Regions from separate parts of the Mus musculus genome. Here region 1 is linked to region 2. The links are chromatin contacts, called in public HiChIP or PLAC-seq maps. All regions are on one chromosome and are shown on one strand. Each heading gives the region's core, a stretch centred on a gene start, on an enhancer-like site or on the middle of the called end of the contact. The rest is flanking DNA. Distances are from core to core; before and after follow the strand shown.

What was found. HiChIP or PLAC-seq counts read pairs in DNA pulled down with a chosen protein or histone mark.
Region 1: a contact with region 2 is called in an H3K27ac HiChIP or PLAC-seq map of SST interneurons, with 16 times the contacts expected there. The contact joins two enhancer-like sites. A contact is called at or near these places in 4 of 484 Hi-C or Micro-C datasets (cerebellar granule neurons, embryonic stem cells, myocytes and 1 more) and 9 of 115 datasets of contacts at active chromatin or transcription factors (SST interneurons, VIP interneurons, astrocytes and 6 more).

What each region holds. Positions count from the first base shown.
Region 1 is chr8:12,327,302-12,330,260 of GRCm38.p6, forward strand. It overlaps Gm51562 (a long non-coding RNA gene), which reads right to left. Exons shown (of 3, transcript XR_003947512.1): 3 at 943-1,452. Among named protein-coding and RNA genes, the nearest start is that of Gm51562, 3.7 kb to the right of the region's middle. Within about 2 kb of position 1,395, at least 25 of the 459 cell types and tissues checked have an H3K27ac peak or open chromatin away from gene starts, as enhancers often do. A contact at or near this core is called in SST interneurons, where this site is marked.
Region 2 is chr8:12,002,807-12,005,697 of GRCm38.p6, forward strand. No RefSeq gene overlaps it. Among named protein-coding and RNA genes, the nearest start is that of Tex29, 160 kb to the left of the region's middle. Within about 2 kb of position 1,380, at least 9 of the 459 cell types and tissues checked have an H3K27ac peak or open chromatin away from gene starts, as enhancers often do. A contact at or near this core is called in SST interneurons, where this site is marked.

The DNA.
Region 1 (2,959 bases), core at 145-2,644, 320 kb after region 2:
CGGCTGGCACGGCAGCTCCACACTGCAGCCGGCAAGATAGCGCAGCTAATTTATGAGCGAGGGATTGGGCTGTGCTGGCAAAGCAGGCTGGGTCCAGCAACGGAGGGCGGTCCTTGCTTGATGGAGAGCCATCAGCTAGGGATATCATTGGGTTCCAGTGACCCACAGCATGAGTGACCCTTGTACAGCTCGTTCCTTGGGGCCCTCCCTGGCTTGCAGGAAAGGATGAGGGGCAACGCCTTTCAAAAACTGACCCAACTCCATCTGCCTAAGATCCCGGGGTGGTGTTTGCCATCTGAGGTAGAAGGTGGGCACAGAGTGCTCATGAAGAGGTCAGAGGCTCACTGTATGTTGTGAGAACAGGCATGCTGGGAAAGGGGAAGACTGGGGGCTGCAACTACCTACAGGAGCTGGCCAGGGTGGGTCTCAGGCTGCACAGCGATGCAGCCTGCCTTGCTCCTCGGTGAGGAACATGCAGACGACAAAGTTCCTGTGCAATTTGTCTGAGGCTCCGCACCTCTCTAAGCAGCTGTCACCGCTGTGCATGATGGTGCATTGAATCTGAATGGGGCTCTCCACATCAAAACCTCGCTTCCATTATGATACCATCTCCCGCTCAGAGCTGTAATGCTTATTAATTCTGCGCCCATGCTCCCGGCTGAGGCAAATGTATTCCATCAGCCCAGCATTTAATTTAATTAGTACAGCTGGGCTCTCATTCTCCTCTCTGTGTCAGAGGTATTGTCAGCACGTTCTGCCGTAACACAATTACTGATTGCTTTTAGATAGGCAGAAATATGATTAGGGTATTGGGTGACTGTATCATAAGCCTTATTAGATTCATTTGAAATCTGGAGATAAATAGGAAACTTTTATTTGCAGTGTAATGAGATTATGCTTATTAGGCCAAGGCCTCGCAACCTTTTGCAAAGAACACAGCGGATCGGTCGGATTAGACCCTGGAACTACACTTTCTACTCTCGGCTCTGAGCAGCCACGCGGCCCCGTGCAGACTTAACTGTTGTCACCCTGCACATGGTTTGGATCTCAGCCGCCTGGGTCTCCTCGCCAGATAAAGGATGGGGGCAGCTCTTCTCCTTCTCCAAGTCTGGGGAAACACACCCATCTTGAAATGGAAGAGGAGGGAGCAGTCTTATATTTTGAAAAAAATCCATGTGCGGACTAAAAGGAGTTATTCTTCTCAGTGCATGTGTGTCGTTTATAGAGATTGGCATGCAGTAACCATCTCAAAAGTCCCTGAGCTCCATCAGAAGGCGACCATCCTGCCTGTTGTCATGATGATAGCAAGTGAGTCCCACGGTGCTGCATCCTCCATCCCCAGTGTTCATCAGAGGCCTTGAAGCTCCGTTGTGGGCAGGGCTCCTGAAAACACCCCTTCCTGCCTGGGACGCATGCGCAAAGATGTGGCAGAGCTGTGATTGAGGCTACCTCCTGTGTCATGAAGGAAGACATTGAAATTAAAGTGCAGCATTCCCTGAACTGAGCTGGGGCCGATGAAGTTACTGCTTATAAAATACAGGGCTTTCATATACAAGGAAAATTGTAACGTATTTTCTGAATATAAAAAAAAAAATCAAGGGACAATGCATAAATATTGTTTTTAGAGAAAAGATCCAAAATGTAAAACCTAAATTTATAAAGTGCATGCCATTTCCCTGACTCTTGTGATCTTCTCTGACTTAGTCCATTTTCACTGGGTCACCCTCAACAGGAACGTAATTTCAGCCAAGCTAAGTAGGCTGTTTCCAGTCATGTGTGAAAGTTGCTGTTAACTTACACAAAGGGAGGGACATTTATTTGTTTTGTTTTCAAGGTCTCTATTAACATATCTCAATTATGCACAATAGTGGTCTTCACTGTGACGTTGTATACTTGTAAATACTATATTTCTGTTACAGTCACTCAGTCATCTGCTTTCCAACTGGTCTCTCTTCTACTCTCATGCCGTGTGTGTGTGTGTGTGTGTGTGTGTGTGTGTGTGTGTGCATGTGTGTGAGCATGTATGTGACTATGCATGTATACATTGTGTGCATGCATGTGTGAGTGTGCATGTGTGCATGTGTGCGTGTCTGTCTATGTACATGCCTGTGTGCATGCATGTGTATAAGTGTGTGTCTGTGTGTGCATGCATGTGAGCATGTATGTGTACATATGTGCAAGTGTGTGTCTTTTTATGTACATGCATTGTGTGAGCATGTGTGTGTGCATGTATGTGTGAGAGTGTGTATGTGCCTGTAAGTGTGTGAGTGTGCCTGTGTACGTAAATGTGTGTAAGTATGTCAGCATGCATGTATCCATACATGTACATAAGAGAGATAGAGACAGGGGGAAAGATCCAGTGAGTTAGGGCTGCTTACTGGAGCATGGGTGAGGGTTTTACAGGCACATGGACACTGATTGGTCACTATACTACTGAAGTAGATGTTTCTTTCCCCACCTTCCCAGAAACCATCAACTGCCTGTAGACCCTCAGGAAGGGACGGGACTTGTGAGGCTCTTCCCCCAGCAGCGGGGAGAATTTGTGTTTTAGCTAAATGTATGTTCAAGTGAAGGGCTGTATGCAGAAGAACCTGTGTGACCCCACAACCCAAAGCAAAGAGTAGATGGGAGTCTGAAACTTGGGGGAGCAGAGCTTGTCTTGTAGGTGAGGAAGCTTTGGGGAAAAGTAATGGGACACCTTTATGTGGGAAGTGTACACAGAGCCACTACATTTGACTGTTGAGGATTTCAGAGGTTCAAATGCCTTCAGATCACGACGTGACCATGAAGGGTCCAGCTGAACTCGATCCCTCTGTTCCTGGTCCTCATCTGGCTTCAGGCTCTAAGGTCCGAGGGGTCCTTCTCCTCTGCTAGTCATTGGTCATTTGCGACCCAATCAAATAACTCCTGTGAGGACACGTGATCTCCCTCCCCCTCCCACCCCCTTGGTCCTTGCCAA
Region 2 (2,891 bases), core at 130-2,629:
AGCAGCGGCCAGTTAATATCATGGAACTTTAACTGCCAATCACTGAATAGTGGTGTGGAGACCTGCTACCTGCTTCTGGCTTACTTCTGGTCACCCTGTTTTGTGCTTTCAGAGCACAGAGCCCAATCCGGTTGGTGGCAGAGTAACTTTAAAAGGCTGAACATAGCGAGTTCTGACCAAGTCCTATGATTCATGGGGGAGCAACCACTGCTAATGGCTGATGGCTGACACTGTACCCAGGACTTTGGCCTCATCTATTCCATAATTTTCTCTCCACTACAGTTCCGGCTGTTTTTTCCAAATGCCTGTTTTTATCACCTTTTTTTTTTTTTCCAAGTTACCCTTCAACCAGCTTTTCATGCCCTCTGACTCCCTCCCTGAAGTTGGTCAGACCACCAGCATCTCAGCATGCCCACCCTCACTGTACCTTGCTTTTTTTTGGGGGGGGGGATGCTCTGAGTACTTCCAGGCACTGCCGTCAGGCCACTGTGGCTCCTTGTAACCACAGTCATCTAACAGTTCATTCATTGCAGGAGACCTACAACAGTGAATTTACACAACACAGTAGAGTCTGTTGGAGTTCTCAGTCTGCTTAAAGAAACTAAGAGGCCACTGTATGACAACAGACAGTATTCTATACACTAGGAAGCCGCTGTGTGAAACAGACAGTATCCCACACTAAGAAGGTGCTATGTGAAACAGACAGTATTCCACGCTTCCAGCCCTAACCAGGGAGCTCATGTCACTGAGCCACAAAGCTATTGTGTACCTGTGCTGCAGAAAGGGTCAGGATTTGGCTTCTTTCTCTCTCTCTCTCTCTCTCTCTCTCTCTCTCTCTCTCTCCTTACCTCTCCCAAAAGAGTGTATGTGTGTGTGTGTGTGTGTGTGTGTATGAGTGAGTGAGAGAGAGAGAGAGAGCAGCCTGAGGCATATAAGAATTATGAATTTATATGATTAGTGGCAATGACACTTAGTTGTTTCTTTGCTTACAAGTGAGGCCCAGATGTGGCTTCTGCTACTTCACTTACCAGGGTGGCTCGGAACCATCTTTTATTTAGAGTGAACTGAACGTTATTCTGGCCATTGTGCTTCTGTGCCTGCCAGCATGGATATTAATATATTACTCATTTCCACTAATTTCCCACAAATGCCGGGGAGGGTGTGGTGTAGAGAGAAGACATTCAAAACATACCATTTGGATTTTAAGGACAGCATTTGCAAAAGAGCAATTTCCATATATCAACACTTTTTGGTGTGATCCACGAAACATTTTGATATGATTTAGCAAAAACAGCTTTTGCATTGGGTGTGTTATAGCTGGCCTCATCTGCATCTCTAAAGACTGCAGAATGGAATCACATTAGGTAAAATTCAATGCCGCCAAGAAAGGAGTGCTCTGTTAATGCAGTCCTCTGGTAGAAATCTGAAATGCACAGAAGTCATACAATTCTGGGTTCCGGTTCTGGCAGTAATTACAGGCCGCTCAGATTTGCATAGTTTGGCATTGCAGATGCCCTGAGACTTTCTCGCCTTTGCTCAGTCCAACAATTGCTGGGAAGGAGACCTAGAGGTGATGGATCCATTGAAAACTGGCTTCTCTCAGTTTAATCACGGCGGGTATTTCCAAAGTGAAGCTTTGGGCACAGAGTCTTATTAGAAGTGGCAGCTGTGACACGAGGCAGGCCCTGAAGCAGAGCCGTGGGAGGGTACAGCTCTGCTTCCAGTAGGAACATGTGGTGTCAGGCCAGGGTCTATCTGCCAGCCCTACCATTCATCTCCATTCCAGCAAATCAAGCTTATGAAGATAGCTTCTTGGATGGGTGTGTGTGGGGATAGGCTCATGGGTGTTTATGGGGATAGGGTCATGGGTGTGTGTGGGGATAGGCTCATGGGTGTGTATGGGGATAGGGTCATGGGTGTGTGTGGGGATAGGCTCATGGGTGTGTGGGGGGATAGGCTCATGGGTGTGTATGGGGATAGGGTCATGGGTGTGTATGGGGATAGGGTCATGGGTGTGTATGGGGATAGGGTCATGGGTGTGTATGGGGATAGGCTCATGGGTGTGTGTGGGGATAGGCTCATGGGTGTGTGTGGGGATAGGCTCATGGGTGTGTGGGGGGATAGGCTCATGGGTGTGTATGGGGATAGGCTCATGGGTGTGTATGGGGATAGGCTCATGGGTGTGTGGGGGGATAGGCTCATGGGTGTGTATGGGGATAGGGTCATGGGTGTGTGTGGGGATAGGATCATGGGTGTGTATGGGGATAGTCATGGGTGTGTATGGGGATAGGCTCATGGGTGTGTGTGGGGATAGGATCATGGGTGTGTATGGGGATAGGTTCATGGGTGTGTGTAGGAATAGGGTCATGGGTGTGTATGGGAATAGGCTCAGGGGTGTGTATGGGGATAGGCTCAGGGGTGTGTATGGGGATAGGGTCATGAAGAGCTGCACTCATACCAGACTCACCCCTCTCCTGATGGTGCAGTACCACCGGTGCTGTCACTGCTGATGTCACTGTTGCCGCTGTCAACATTACCACTGTCACCATGACCACCATGACCACAGCCACCATCATCACTACCATTATCACCATCACCACCATTACCATCACCAGTGCTGCAACCACCACCATGATTTTTTTGCTCTATTCCAAGGTACTTAAAACACCAAATTGTATCATTTCTTTTTATTGGAGTGTATGGATTGTACAGAAGACTTGATTTCATGGTAACATTTTTATACATACATGTAAGGTACTATAGTCAGATCTCCCCACCCATGACCCCACTTGTCCCCTCTCCTCCCAGTGCCCCCTTCTCATTCCCCAACACCCCTCCTACTTGCAAATCTTTTTCTAAGTTGCACATATGAGAATAAAAAAAAAACATGC